2 separate regions of the Mus musculus genome follow, and region 2 is linked to region 1. The links are chromatin contacts, called in public ChIA-PET maps. All regions are on one chromosome and are shown on one strand. Each heading gives the region's core, a stretch centred on a gene start, on an enhancer-like site or on the middle of the called end of the contact. The rest is flanking DNA. Distances are from core to core; before and after follow the strand shown.

Region 1 (7,406 bases), core at 3,656-6,155:
AGGCAAAACACTCACACACAGAAGACTGTTAAAATTTAAAAAAAGAAAGAATGTAATTAAAAAACAGTTTTTTACAGATTCTTAACTGGTGCAGGATTTTCAGGCCTGTAATCTCAGCATTTTGGGAGGCTGAAGTAAGAGAGTCAAAAAGTTCAGGGTATTCCTGGGTTACAGAATGAGTTCTAGTCCATCCTCAGTAGCTTACTGAGACTGTGTTTCAAAATAAAAGGTAAAGAGATCTGGTAGTGTGGTACAGTGGTAGAGCCCCTGCCTAGAATCCCCCAGTGAGGGGCTGGGGGCGTGGCTCAGTGGTAGAGCTCCTGCCTAGAATCCCCCAGGGAGGGGCTGGGGGCGTGGCTCAGTGGTTGAGCCCCTGCCTAGAATGCCCTAGTGCAGTGGTTCTCAACCTTCTTAATGATATGACCCTTTAATACAATTCCTCATATTGTGGTGACCCACCCAACTATAAAATTATTCACTACTGCTTCATAACTGTAATTTTGCTATGGCTATAAATAGTAAATATTTCATACATAGGATATCTGATATGTGACCCCAGTTCAACCCCTAAAGGGGTCATGGCCCACAGGTTGAGAACTGCTGCCCTGGTGAGTGGCTAGGCTTTGGCTCAGTGGTAGAGCTCTGGTCCAGTGTGCTCAAGCCCTCAGTTCTATCACCGCCACCCCCTGTCATGGCCCTCTATTGGATTCTATGTCCTACCTTCCTGACCTGACTTTCCTCATGGGCGTGCTCTGGACTCCTAGGTGAGCTTCCCTGACCTCTGCCCTTCCCTTCTAGATCCTGACTGGGCGTCCTACACCCTGGGTGTGTTCATCTGTTTGAGCTGCTCTGGGATCCACCGGAACATCCCCCAGGTCAGCAAGGTGAAGTCAGTCCGTCTGGATGCCTGGGATGAGGCCCAAGTTGAGGTATGAGTCAGGAGAGGGGCACTGGATGGAGAGAGGGGCATGGGTACCCTGTGTCCATATATGGGGATGACCCTAGCTCCTTCATCTCCAGGCAATGGGCCCCTTCAGGGTCTGGGCTGTCATAGGCTGTGGCATAGAGCACAAGCTTTAAGGAAACTTGGGCTGGCTGAAACTGACGGTTTCATGGCTGATCCTTTGAGGAGCCACGTGGTAACAAAAATCAAAGCATTTGTCCATCTATCCACCCACATTCTTCCATCTAGCTATCGACCCATCCATCCACCCACACTCTTCATCCATCTACCTACCTATCCATCCGTCCACACATCCATCCATCCATCCATCCATCCATCCATCCATCCATCCATCCATCCACCCACTCATCAGTTCATCTAGCCAACCAACCAGGCATCTGTCTATCCATCTTTTCATCCACCCATCCATCTGCCTACTCATCCACTCATCCATGTATCAATTTATCCTTACATTCAACTATCCCTCCATTCATCCTCCCACCCAGCTATATATATATATATATATATATATACATATATATATATATATACACACACATACATATATATATATATCCACCTATATATTCATCTACCCACCCATCCACTCATTCATCAGCTATGTATCCATCCATTCATGCATCTATAACTCCATACATTTACCCACCTGCCTTTCTATTCACCCCCATCCTTCCATGCATGCACCCATACCTACATACATCTATCTATTCACCTCACATGGGCACATACTGTGTGGCTGGCTTGGGGAGCTGAGCAAGGAATAGGCATTGCTGCCCTCTGGGAAGGCAGGGGTGGGAAATGGGTGTGAACACAGGCCCAGGACACAGGGTAGCTGCTGGGATGCTGTTAGTGTGGCAGAGTGTGTGGCCAGCATAGGACAGATCCCCATATAGAGTGTGAACAAACACTGACAGGTTGGGGAAGCATATTCCTAGCTGGGATGATGGGCTCTACTACTGAGCCACACCCCAGCCCCTCCCTGGGGATTCTAGGCAGGGGCTCTACCACTGAGCCACACCCCCAGCCCCTCACTGGGGGATTCTAGGCAGGGGCTCTACTACTGAACCATGCCCCAGCCCCTCCCTGGGGGATTCTAGGCAGGGGCTCTACCACTGAGCCACGCCCCCAGCCCCTCACTGGGGGATTCTAGGCAGGGGCTCTACTACTGAACCATGCCCCAGCCCCTCCCTGGGGAATTCTAGGCAGGGGCTCTACCACTGAGCCACACCCCAGCCCCTCCCTGGGGGATTCTAGGCAGGGGCTCTACCACTGAGCCACACCCCCAGCCCCTCCCTGGGGGATTCTAGGCAGGGGCTCTACCACTGAGCCACGCCCCCAACCTCTCACTGGGGAATTCTAGGCAGGGGCTCTACCACTGAGCCACGCCCCCAGCCCCTCCCTGGGGGATTCTAGGCAGTTAGACTTGGTAATCTTCCAAGTCACCCTCTTCACTGTCCTAGAGAAGAAGAGGGTCTCAATCTTTGTGTTAAGGGCAGACTGGCCTTGGTCCAGTGATTCCATGAGGCAGTACCAGCAGAGACACAATGATAAGATGCTGTTGTCTCTGGCCAGGCCTGACTCTGACTAGGAAAGGGAACGTCAGCCTAGGCCAGTTCCCAGGCTCTTGGAGGAGTCTGGGCTTGGACCACAGGCCCCCTCCCAGAGGATGGTACTCCTACTTTTCCAGCACTCTCTGCAGTCTTTCACATTTCAAGGCTTGTATACTGTTCTCAGTGTTCTTCAGTTGTTTGGTTGGGTTTCAGAGACAGGGTCTCATGTGCAGGCCAGCCTGGAACTTGTGATGTGTCCAAGGCTGACTTGGAACTCCTAATCCTCCTGTCTCTGGGGATAGTGAGTGTGTGTCACCATTCTTGACTTACTTTTTTCAAGATTTTTTTTGTCTAATATCTTTTAAAAAGTTTTTTTCTGTACTGGGAGGTGGTGGCGCACGCCTTTAATCCCAGCACTCGGGAGGCACAGACAGGAGGATCTCTGAGTTGGAAGCCAGCCTGGTCTACAGAATGATTTCCAGGACAGCCAGGGCTACACAGAGAAGCCCTATCTCTGAGTTCAGTCCCTGGGACCCACATGGTGGAGGAAGAAAACTGACTTCCAGGTCGACACTCACCTCTGTGTGTGAGCTGTAGCATGTGGGCACGGAAACACAGTAAACCAACAAACAAACATAAATAAAATTGAACGTGGTGGTGCACACCTTTGATTTCAGCGGAGGCAGGCAGATCTCTGAGTTCAAGGCCAGCCTTATTTACACAACAAGCTCCAGGCCAGCCAGGGCTACAGTATGGAGTCCCCGACTTTTAAAAAGTGAAATAGCCAGACATGGTGGTTCATGCCTTTAATCTCAGCACTCGGGAGGCAGAGGCAGGCAGATCTCTGTGGGTTTGAGGCCAGCCTGGCCTACAGAACAAGTCCAGGACAACCAAGGCTCTGTTGTCCAGAGAAACCCTGTCTCAAACACACACACACACACACACACACACACACACACACACACACACACACACACACACACTGAAATGACAGAATCTCACTCTGTAGCTGGCCTGGTACTTACAGTCTTCCTTTCTCAACCTTATGAGTACTTGGGATGACTGGCATCACTACCGAGCCTGCCTGCTATTTGGTGTGTTTTAATAATCTGCTACTGTTGTGCATGGGGGCACATTTGCCAGGCTCAGCGGAGGATTGACAGTGTGAGAGCCCCCCCTTCCCCTGGTTTTGGCTTCTCACCCCAGAGGCCGCCAGTGACCAGTGCTTTGTGCTTCCTTTGGAAAATGTCTGTCTGTATGCTCATGCGTGTCTTTAACCCACATATAGGGACTGCTTTGTCTTTCCTGTATTCTGCCATGGTCTCTAGAGTATGTGGACCTTGCTCGCTGTCTCTGCATGGACACACTTAGATCATTCTTTCTTTCCCCTTCTATTTCCTGTTTCTTTTTATCTTTCTTCTTTGTCCCCTTTTTAGGTTGTGAAAGACAGGGGTCTCATGTAGCCCAGGCTGGCTCTACCTCACTATGTAGCTAAGGATGACCTTGAACCTTGATCTTCCTGCCTCCACCTCAGAGTGCCGACCTTACATCTACATCACCACACCCTACTTCTTTTTCTCTTTCAGTTTTAAGACACAGTCTCTCTTTATAACCCAGAACAATCTCACACTCACAATCCTCCTGCCTCAGCCTCCTGAGTACAAAGATGGCCAGCCTCGGGTTACTTTCAGTCCTATCTCTCTGTAATGATTGGGTCCCCCAAGCTGCTTCTCAGTGTGACATTTGTGCTTCTGGGAACTCACTGTTGACCTACATTCTTGGAGGTGGAGGTGGAAGGTCCGAGGCTAGGCAGCTTGGCAGCTCGGGAGAGTCTTGCCGGATCCCGCCATAGAGGACTCCAGCGAAAGTAGAAGAGGTTGCGCCACATCCCAGCTGGTGCACCTGTGTGGACCTAGTGGTGTATGCTTTTCCTGGGGAAGTTGGGTCCTCATCTTGAGCTGAAGGTTCTGAGAGAGCTTTGCTCTCTCTCTCTCTCTCTGTCTCTGTCTCTGTCTCTGTCTCTGTCTCTCTCTCTCTCTCTCTCTCTCTCTCTCTCTCAAACTCACTCTATAGACCAGGCTGGCCTTAAATTTTGAAATCTGCCTGCCTCTGCCTCTCAAGTGCTGGGATTAAAGGCGTGCGCTACCACTGCCCGGTGGCTGAGAGAGTTTTTCTATCCTCAGCTTGCTCTTTGCTCTTTGCTCTTAGCGGCCCTGCCATCTTCATTGCTTTTACCCTCTTGGGGTTTTTTGACCTGTTCAGGAAACTCGCCCAACCAAGAAGCAGGCTCATAGAAAATAGATTTTCACAAGTGTCTTGGTTTTACTCATGGTGGTTTTTGACATGGAAATTTTTTTTTGTCATGGCTTAGTCAAACTGATCAGCCTTTCTTGTGGTTTACAGCATACTCAGACAGACTCAGAGAGCGACTGCTTGTCACCTAGTGCATATGCGTGTACAGGTGCAAGCGTGTGCAGAGGTCAGAGGACAGCCTTGGGTGTCGCACCTTCCCAGGCACCTTCTGCTCTTTGTAATAGAGCCTCTTGTTGGCTTGTAACTTTGCCAATAGGCTAAGCAAACTGGCCACTGATCTTGCACGTGTCTCTCTGCTTTCTATCTTGACATTGCTGGGTTACCAGGGAATGTCTCGGCATCAGCTTTTTACATGGGGTCAAGCTATCACATTTATGAGACAAGAACTTTAACAGCTGAATCACCTCACCTTGAGAGTTGAGGTTTTGTTTTGTTGTTTTATTTCAGTATCAGTTATGGATTCTGGAGTCTAATATCACTAGCCCCTCACTGGGGGATTCTAGGCAGGGGCTCTACCACTGAGCCACACCCCAGCCCCTCACTGGGGGATTCTAGGCAGGGGCTCTACCACTGAGCCACACCCCCAGCCCCTCACTGGGGGATTCTAGGCAGGGACTCTACCACTGAGCCACGCCCCCAGCTCTCACTGGAGGATTCTAGGCAGGGGCTTTACCACTGAGCCACACCCCAGCCCCTCCCTGGGGGATTCTAGGCAGGGGCTCTGCTGCTGAGCTCCATCTCCAACCCCTGAAGGTTGTTTTTAATTTTTAATTTAATAAACAGCAAGCACCTTTCTTCACTGAGCTATCTTGCAGGTATATGAGTTGCTTTTAAAATGTTACTACAGTTATATACTTGTGGGTTTGTGTGTGCATATGTGTATGTGTGAGGGTACACATGCGCATGGCATGTGTGGAGGTCAGAGGACAACATCCAGGAGTTGATCCTCTCTTGTGTAGGTTCCAAGGATCTAATTCAGGTTTTTGGGCTTGGTGACACTGAGCTACATCATTGACCCCTGAATTTAATGCATTTTATTATTGTGTGTGTAAATCCCTGTATGGTATGTGGATAAGTGCAAGCTCACACATGCCATACTGAACTTGTGGTCATCAGAAGATAACTTTCAAGACTTAGCTCACTTCTTCTACCACAGGACCAGGAATTGAACTTGGATCATTTGGTTGGTGTGGAAGGTATTTTAACCTGCTGGGCCACATCACTGGCCCTTCTGGGCCTTTTCTTTAGGGCACTCCTTTTATATCCTATTCTTCCCTGCTTACTGGGAGCCCATCCTGAGACAGGATGGATCTAGGAGTTCCATCCCAAGGGCAACATTCTGGGTCAGATGACCTTGCAGTGGCCTAAAGGGGAGCAGTTACCCAGAAGCCACCACTGTCCCAGGATCCAGGGGTCCCTGGCTCTGACCATGCTCCTCTCTCTTGCAGTTCATGGCATCTCATGGGAACGAGGCTGCCAGAGCCACATTTGAGTCCAAAGTACCGCCCTTCTACTACCGGCCCACGTTCTCCGACTGCCAGTGAGTACAGAAAGGCCTCTGTCAGGAGCTGGTAAACAGCACTGGGCCTGGCCCTGGGTGGCACTGGGCGGGCCTATGGGACACTCAGAGGGGACTGAGACTTTTAGTATTTGGGGAAAGATTATGGGACAGGCCCTCAGGAGCCCAGTGAGAAGGGCCTTGGCTATCTCTACTACCTGGCCTCTATCCATTTATGTATGTATGACTGTATGTATATATGTATGTATGACTGTATGACTGTATGACTGTATGTATGACTGTATGACTGTATGTATGACTGTATGTCTGTATGTCTGTATGTATGTATGTATGTATGTATCTATCTATCTATCTATCTATCTATCTATCTATCTATCTATCTATCTACCTGTTTTCCCTTTATAGAAGCATCTTGATCTGTAGGTAGCCTAAGCTAGCCTGTAACTCCTCACCCTCCTGCCTCAGCCTCCTGAGTACTAGAAAACAGGCATGAACCACCATCGTGGTTTTATGCTTGTAGCTTCTGGGTGTGCCTTAGAGCACTGGGGAGCTATCAAGGTCCCTTCTCGGGGTCCTAAGCGAACCTTGGGCCTCTTGGATGCTCCTGGTGGTTTGGGTGGGAGATGTAAGAAGCTACCTGATGGCACCAGCCACCTGGTATCAAGAAACTTCAGGAAGAGGGACAGAGAGGCTAGCTACCTACTTTCTCTCAGCCTCAGTTTCCCCACCTTCCAAGCTAACAAGGACAGTCATAATAAGCCAGTGACAACTGTGGGCTTGGTTCTTCCCTCCCTCTCTCCTAGGATCCCAGCCCTAGCTCCCTGTGCAAGCCCTTTCTCCTGGCATGTGTAGCAGAGAGTGGGGGAACTGGGTCCCTCTTGGCTTGACACACCCCCTATGAACTTCCTTCCAGCTGTCTGTCTCCCAGGGCTTGGTCCTGTGTGGCACCTCTCAATCCTGCTGAGCTGGGGGGCCCTTTAGATTCAGTCCTTAGATTCTCTACTGACTTCTTAGTGGTCTCAAGGTTCCTGAAGGGCAGGGCAGAGCAGGGCAGGGCAGG
Region 2 (7,406 bases), core at 2,186-4,685, 41 kb before region 1:
GAAGGGGTCTGTATTTCCCACACTGTATGGATGCTGTTAGCACCCCAGAAGCTAGGGTATTGAGAGATATAGTTCACACCAAGTTTTTTTTTTTTTTTAAGATTTATTATTTATTATATGTAAGTACACTGTAGCTGTCTTCAGACTCTCCAGAAGAGGGAGTCAGATCTCGTAAGGGATGGTTGTGAGCCACCATGTGGTTGCTGGGATTTGAACTCCGGACCTTCGGAAGAGCAGTCGGGTGCTCTTACCTGCTGAGCCATCTCACCAGCCCCTCACACCAAGTTTTGAGGCCCTAGTGCCTTGCTGGGAGGAAGCCTGGGTAGCCTGGAAGAGCCCAGGTGTAGAACACTAACAGTCTAAGGACATAACCATGCTCCCATGGTCAGCCTGAGTGGACTGGAATAGTGGTCATGAGTTCTTTCACACAACCATGAGGGCTTGAGTTTGAATCCCTAACACTCACATAAAAAGCCAGGCATGGCTGTGCATGCCAGCAACCCCATCTAGGAAACAGAAACAAATGGATCTTGAGAGCTTGCTGGCCAACCAGCTTTGCCAAAAATGATGAGCTTCCAATCCAGAGAGTCCCCACCTCAAAGCAATGTGGAAGAAGATGCTTGACGTCCTTCTGTGGTCTCCACATGTGCACACACAGGTGCATCCAGCTACACACACACACACAGGTGCATCCAGCTACACACACACACACAGGTGCATCCAGCTACACACACACAGGTGCATCCAGCTACACACACACACACACACACACACACACACACACAGGTGCATCCAGCTACACACACACACAAACACAGGTGTATCCAGCTACACACACACACTGTGCAGGGTGGTACACACCTTTGATCACAACCCTTGGAAAACCAGTACTTCCAAGGCAGAGGGAGGCAGAACTTAGTGAGTTCAAGGCCAGCCAGAGCTGCACAGTGAGTACCCATCTTAAACCAAAACAAATAACACAAAAGCATTCATACAAGGCAGTAGCCATTTCCGAGGAATGGCAGGTTAAAAGTTGCTTTCATAGCCCAGACACCAGCCCCTGCTGCTTTCTTGGTTCTTTGGGATGCCTGACAGAAGGTCTGCCACCCCAGGGACAGAGATGTCTTCTTATTTTAAGTGGAAAAGGGCTGCTTGCTGAGTCATAAAAGACACCATTGTTCACAGTCCAGAAAGCATTAATGAATAACTCAGTGTATGGCCTCTGGTCCCAGGCATGGGAAAGGTGCAAAAGAGCTGTTTCTATGATATCAACAAAGTACAGCTTTCCTTCTGAAGTCTCTCTATAACTCTCTCTCTCTCTCTCTCTCTCTCTCTCTCTCTCTCTCTCTCTCTCTCTGATGTGCAGATGTGAGATGTGTATACCCCATACACATGTGGAAACCAGAGGAGGACATCAGCTGCCCTGCTCTCTCTCTCCCCTTTATCCCCTTGTGACAGGGTGTTGGCTGAACCTGGAGCCAGGCTGGCAGCCAGCAAGGCACCCCTTACAATGCTGGGATTAGAGGCCCATGCTACCCAGCCTGGCTTTTGGGGGTGGGGGTGGGAGGCTCTAGGGATTTGAACTCAGGTCCTCATGTTGCTATAGTGAGTGTCCTTGCCAGCTGAGTTCATCCCTCCAGGCCCCGTTTTGAGAGGTGATTGGAAGCAGACCTGGAATGGGCTTGCTGGAGGTCTGGCAGGGAGATGGTACTCCTCTGAAGGCAGCCTGTAGATCTGCTAAATCCAGCCTCCCAGACAGGAAGGCAGGATGGGATCCAGTGCCTGTGGAGGAGGGGAGTCCAGCAAGACAGGAGAGACTGAGTAGATCTGCCGGTCAAGCACCTCTCTGCAGCCCCTGGGAATTGTTTCTGCTTCTGCGTCAGTGATGTTGGGATTCATCAAGGGACTGTAGAGGAAGAGCTGGCCCCAAGGAGCTGCTAGGAGCCCACTGAGCCCATTCTGCTCACTGCCAGGGCCTGGTGTAGTGTAGAACATAGCATTCATGTGTGGCTGAGATGGAATGACGGCCAATGTCCTACACTGACAGCAGTGCAGGGTGGCAGGGTGCGAGTGCTCTTCTCTGTCCCCAAGCTGAAAAGCAGGGGTGCTGGGTATGGGTGTTATTGCCATAACAACAGCAAAGAGTCAGTAGAGTGCACCCCACTACCATAGAACAGTCCCCCCCAAATCCACCTGGCACAGTCCCAGCCCCCAGGACCTTTTGAAATAATGTTGTGGCAGATGTAAGCAGCAGAGGTTAAAATTGTTGGGATGAGCTGAGCATGGTGGAGCACAACTTGAATCCCAGCACTTGGGAGGCAGAGGCAGGTGGATCTCTGAGTTCAAGGCCAGCCTGGTTTACAGAGTTCCAGGACAGCCAGAGCTACAGAGAAACCCTGTCTCAAAAGAAAGAGAGAGAGAGAGAGAGAGAGAGAGAGAGAGAGAGAGAGAGAGAGAGAGAGAAAGAGGGAAAGAGGGAAAGAGGGAGAGAGAAAAAGAGAAAGGGAAGAAGGGAGGAAGGAAAGAAAGAAAAAAGAAAATCAGACAGCAAAGAAGGAAGGAAGGAAGGAAGGAAGGAAGGAAGGAAGGAAGGAAGGAAAGAGAATTGATTGTTGGGATGGCCCTACCCCGGTGTGGCAATGTCATAAAAGGAATACTTGGATACAGAAACATGGGAGAATGTTCCCAGAAGTGGAGGCCCCGGAGGGAGATATCTAGCAGCCCAGAATTACCTAAAATTGACAGAACATCTCAGAGGCTGGGAGAGAACCTGGGCTCCCTGGAACAGACAGCAGGGACAGCAGGCCACAAGAGGGCTGATGACCAACACCTTAGGATCAGACTTCTGGTCTCTTGAACCACAGAAGATGCCCTTTGGGGAGATTTTCTTTTGTTTTGTGGGACTGGCTACATAGCCCAGGTTTGCTGAAAACTCAGGCAATCCTTCTGCCTCAGCCCCCTAAGCGCTGTCTACAGGTGTGAGGGACTGCACCCTGCTTTATTTTCTGTTTGTAAAACCCGTTTGTATCACTGTGTCACGGCACTGGCAGTAAGCTAGCCACCCCTCCTTTAGTGTGCTTCTTTCCCTCTGAGTAGATGGGAAACTCAGTCCCTGGAAGACAGATGGGTGGGATGAAGATCCCGGGGCACAGACTGGTGTCCTCGGGCAAATGGCTGCATCTTTCTGTCCTTATTTGCTAATCAGTACCAAAAGATGACTGCCAGGCTTCTTTCTGCTTCTCAGAGGGCTGGAAACCAAGGGCAGATCCTTTCGCAACACGGCAGGGGCGGGGCTAGATAGGTGAGGCGGGGCTTGGTGGGTGGAGCCTGGGTGGACTCGGGGTGGGGCCAGTCGTCCGCTCGACTAGCTCGACGCTTCCTGGACCCGCTCGGTGTTCAGCCATCTGCCCTGCGTCGCCGTCGCTCTCCGCTCTGGATTTCGCCGTGATGTCGACCGCAATGAACTTCGGGACCAAAAGCTTCCAGCCGCGGCCCCCAGACAAAGGCAGCTTCCCGCTGGACCACTTCGGTGAGGCGAGGCGAGGCACAGGCTGATGGCGGCCTGGGATCGGGTGGCAGAGTTAGGAATACTGAATCTGGGTGGCAGCGTCTCGGGTGCTGAGTCTGAGTGGTAGGGAGTGCTGTTTCTCGGTGACAGGATCAGGGGTATTGGAAGTAGGTGGCAGGATCTGGGATACTGGTTCTAGATGGCAGGGTCAGGGGTACTGGGGTACTGGGTTTGGGTGACAGAGTTATGGGTGCAGGATATCTGGGTGGCAGGGTCAGGGGTACTGGATCTGGGTTCAGGGTCTGGGCTGCTGGGTCTGGGTGGCAGAGACTGGAGTGTTGTCTCTTTGCTATAGATGGCAGGTTTGGGGGCACTGGGTTTGGATGGCAGGGCCTGGGGTTGTAGATCTGGGTGGCAGAGCCTAAGGTACTAGATTTGAGTGGCCGGGTCAGAGTTGCTGGATTTAGGTGTAATGTCTGAAGAGTTAGATGTTGGATGTGACAGGGCCTAGGGTGCTGGATCGAAGGTCTGAGAGCCAAAGTGAAGGAGCTGAATATGAGGGACAGTGTGTGGGGTTATAGACCTGGGTGGCATTGTCATGTGTGTTGATGACAGGATGCTAGAAATGGTGGGTGGGGTCTGAGGTACTGGACCCTGGATGCAGAGCAGTTAATATTACAGGTCCTTCCCGGGTAGTGGGGCTGGGCGTGCTCAGAGCACTGTGGGGGTGCAGTCAGAGAAACTGAGTCTTGAGGGCCCCTATTTCAGAGGGCCACATGTCATGGCTCTCCAAGTAAGACTTGGGGCTAATGTGATAGGATGGTGACAGGCCTCCTGGAACGGAGCTTGATGTTAGGCCCCCTGGCGGCAGCTCAGCTCAGCGCAGGACATACCCACCCTCCCCTAGCTCCAGGCTCTGGGTCTGCCGTGAACATTAGGCAAGGAAATATTTTCAAAAAGCTTTTTGATATCTAACACTGGGGCTGAAAGCCCGGGTTTGGCACATGCTAGGCGAGTGTTCACCTCTGAGCCACGCCTCCAGCCTGGAGGATTTCTAGTCACCGTTCTGAAGTCTGCAGTTAACAGGCCTTTTGGGAAACTGGAACATGGGAAAGAAAAAAAACAAACAAACTGGGAGAGAGTTGGAGATTCAGATTACAGAGGCCGAGCTGGTGCCTGGCACGCACAGGAACCTGAGTCCAGTCCTCAGCACTACAATAATTAAAAAAAGAAAAGACTGCCCTGCCTACCACCAGCACATAGGACATCCCCCCCCCCCCCACCTACCACCAGCACACAGACCTCCCCACAAGTCCTACCACCAGCACACAGCCCTGAGAGATGCAGCAGCCCTCAGCCCTCGTGTTAGTGTAGAAACGGCAGCTGTTAGTGTAGATTAGACGCTTCGGTGAACTGCTGTAGAGACTCCAGCTCCAGGGACAGCTTTAGAGATTACTGGTTTTTTGGGTTTTTTTTTTGGGGGGGGGGGTTCCGAGACAGGGTTTCTCTGTGTAGCCCTGGCTGTCCTGGAACTCACTCTGTAGACCAGGCTGTCCTCGAACTCAGAAATCCGCCTGCCTCTGTATTTTTTAAGTTATGCTTATTTATTTAGTGTGTTTGGGGATATGCCATGACACGTATATAGTCAGAGGACAAACTGTGGAAAACTGGGATCTCTCCACCCCCACGTGTGTCCCAGAGATCAAACTTAGGTTGTCAGCCTTGGTGGCAAGCGTGTTTACCCACTGAGCCATCTCACTATTTTTAGATTATGATTTCATTGCCAACATTTCATTGGGAAATTTTCCATTTAAAATTTTTATTTCAATTCGTTATTGATTCTTCATTTTTTTTTCAAAGGCAGGGTCTCACTATGTAGTCCTGGCTGTCCTGGAACTCGCTGCGTAGACCAGGCTGGACTCAAATGTACAAAGATCCACCGGCCTCTGCCTCCTGAATGCTAGAATTAAAGGTGTGTGCCAATATGACCGGCTTTATTATAATTTTTTTAAGTTTATGTGTATGTGTGTGCATCTGAGTTTGTATATACACCATTTGTATGCAGGCACCCTTGGTGGCCAGAAGCAGGTTTTTGATAGCCTGGAGCTGAAGTTACAGGCATTTGTTAGCTGCTCAATGTGTGTATCAGGAACCAAACTCAGGTCTCTGTCAGAGCAGCCAGTGTTCATAGCCAGTAAGCCATCTCCCCAGCTTCTTTCAGCCCTTTTGTTTTGAAGTACAGGGATTTGAACCCAGGGGACTATATGCCAAACATACACATTACCTCAGAGCCACACCCACAGCCTCACAAAGGGAACGAATTTTGATGGAAACCCTAGTGCTGCTCCTAAAGTCAGCGTGTGAGCGGGTCAGGCCTTCTCTTTAACTAATAGAATGCTGGCTTTCTTCTTTCCCTAGGTGAATGTAAAAGCTTTAAAGAAAAATTCATGAGGTGTCTCCGTGACAAGAACTATGAAAATGCTTTGTGCAGAAATGAATCTAAAGAGTATTTAATGTGCAGGATGCAAAGGTGAGTTCTATTTGTGTGTGTGTGTGTGTGTGCGCATTCACATGTGTGAGTGCTCATGATTGTGGTGAGCCACCGCGTGGGTGCTGGGAACTTGGTCTGTTGCTGGCCTGGATTCACTAGTTAGGTCGCTGACTACAGGCAAGCCAAGGGATCCCTCTCTGCCCCCAGTGCTGGGACCAGCACACCCAATTTTCTCGGGTTCTCGGGAGGGAACTCGGGTCCATTTTACCAACCCAGCCACCGCCCCTGCCACAGCAGAGTGGCTGATGTTTGCCAGGAGAAATCACAGTTTAGCCAGTGAGGAGGCCGCTAACGGCCCTGGAAACCTCCGTGAGTGACAAGCCACAGAGTGAGTGTCCACAGCTTTGTCCCTCCATCTTTAAGCTTTCAGAATCGTAGATCCTAGCGGCGCTGACTGAGCCCAACAGGTTTTCATGCCTTTCACATTCTCGGCCCAGTAAGAACACTCATGGCCTCGCGCTGTCCTCTGAAAGCTGTTTGAAATGCCACCGGGACAATGGCGACTTAAGCAGTAATGGATGATGATGGCCACCCCCACACCCACCCCAGGTTTACTTTTTTTTTTTTTTTTTTTTGGTTTTTCGAGACAGGGTTTCTCTGTGTAGCCCTGGCTGTCCTGGAACTCACTCTGTAGACCAGGCTGGCCTTGAACTCAGAAATCCGCCTGCCTCTGCCTCCCGAGTGCTGGGATCAAAGGCGTGCGCCACCACCGTCCGGCCCCAGGTTTACTTTTAAACAGAACAAAAACCAAAACCTGTGGCGCTCTGCCTTAGGACGAGAGCCATTCTACTGTAAATGTGCAGAAGCAGCTAGCACGCCAGTCCTTGGGGAAGGAGGCCTGTCCCCATCGCTGTGTACACAGGAACTCAGGCACCCCAGCCTCTCTCAAGATGTCAGTGGTCCGCTTAAGCCTGCTTTCTTTGTGTTTAACAAACCCAGACAAGTCCTAGAGGCATAGGCATGTGGGGGTGACAGTGTAGGTGTCTCAGCTCTGGCGGTGACCCCCTTCCAGATAGCTCATGGTTGGAACTGAGCCTCAGCAGATGGCTGAGAATTTCCTCTTGGCTCTGCTGAGCTTTACAAGAGGGCCAGAGTGATCCCAGCCTGGAAGGAGGCTGTGAGCAGGTTCCTGCCTTCCCCACAGCTCAACCCCTGGGTCTTGGTGTCTACAAAAGGAGAGGTTCCCACAGGCAAGCTGGACAGATTCAGCAAGTAAGAGCTTTAGTGGAGCCTGACACAGGATTGTCATCCTAACTGCTCAGGAAGCTGCGGCAGGAGAATGGTGAGGTTGGGGCCAGCCTCGGCTACAGAATAAGTTCAGAAACTATCTGGGCAATTTAGTAAGAT

The links. ChIA-PET counts read pairs in DNA pulled down with a chosen protein or histone mark.
Region 2: a contact with region 1 is called in an RNA polymerase II ChIA-PET map of effector CD8 T cells, with 105 read pairs. The contact joins the promoter of Cox19 here to the enhancer-like site in region 1. A contact is called at or near these places in 3 of 39 promoter capture datasets (the 3T3-L1 cell line, 3T3-L1-derived adipocytes and trophoblast stem cells), 1 of 15 datasets of contacts at CTCF or cohesin (CD8 T cells), 3 of 484 Hi-C or Micro-C datasets (CD4 T cells, bone marrow-derived macrophages and nephron progenitors), 11 of 115 datasets of contacts at active chromatin or transcription factors (CD8 T cells, the HPC-7 cell line, the SCID.adh cell line and 4 more) and 3 of 9 other capture datasets (adipose tissue, liver and pancreatic islet).

Annotation. Positions count from the first base shown.
Region 1 is chr5:139,301,265-139,308,670 of GRCm38.p6, reverse strand. Adap1 (ArfGAP with dual PH domains 1) reads left to right here. Exons shown (of 11, transcript NM_172723.4): 2 at 799-929; 3 at 6,276-6,367. Among named protein-coding and RNA genes, the nearest start is that of Adap1, 20 kb to the left of the region's middle. Within about 2 kb of position 4,905, at least 64 of the 459 cell types and tissues checked have an H3K27ac peak or open chromatin away from gene starts, as enhancers often do. A contact at or near this core is called in CD8 T cells, the SCID.adh cell line and effector CD8 T cells, where this site is marked.
Region 2 is chr5:139,341,195-139,348,600 of GRCm38.p6, reverse strand. Cox19 (cytochrome c oxidase assembly protein 19) reads left to right here and starts at 3,435. Exons shown (of 3, transcript NM_197980.1): 1 at 3,435-3,529; 2 at 5,927-6,038. The coding sequence starts at 3,448.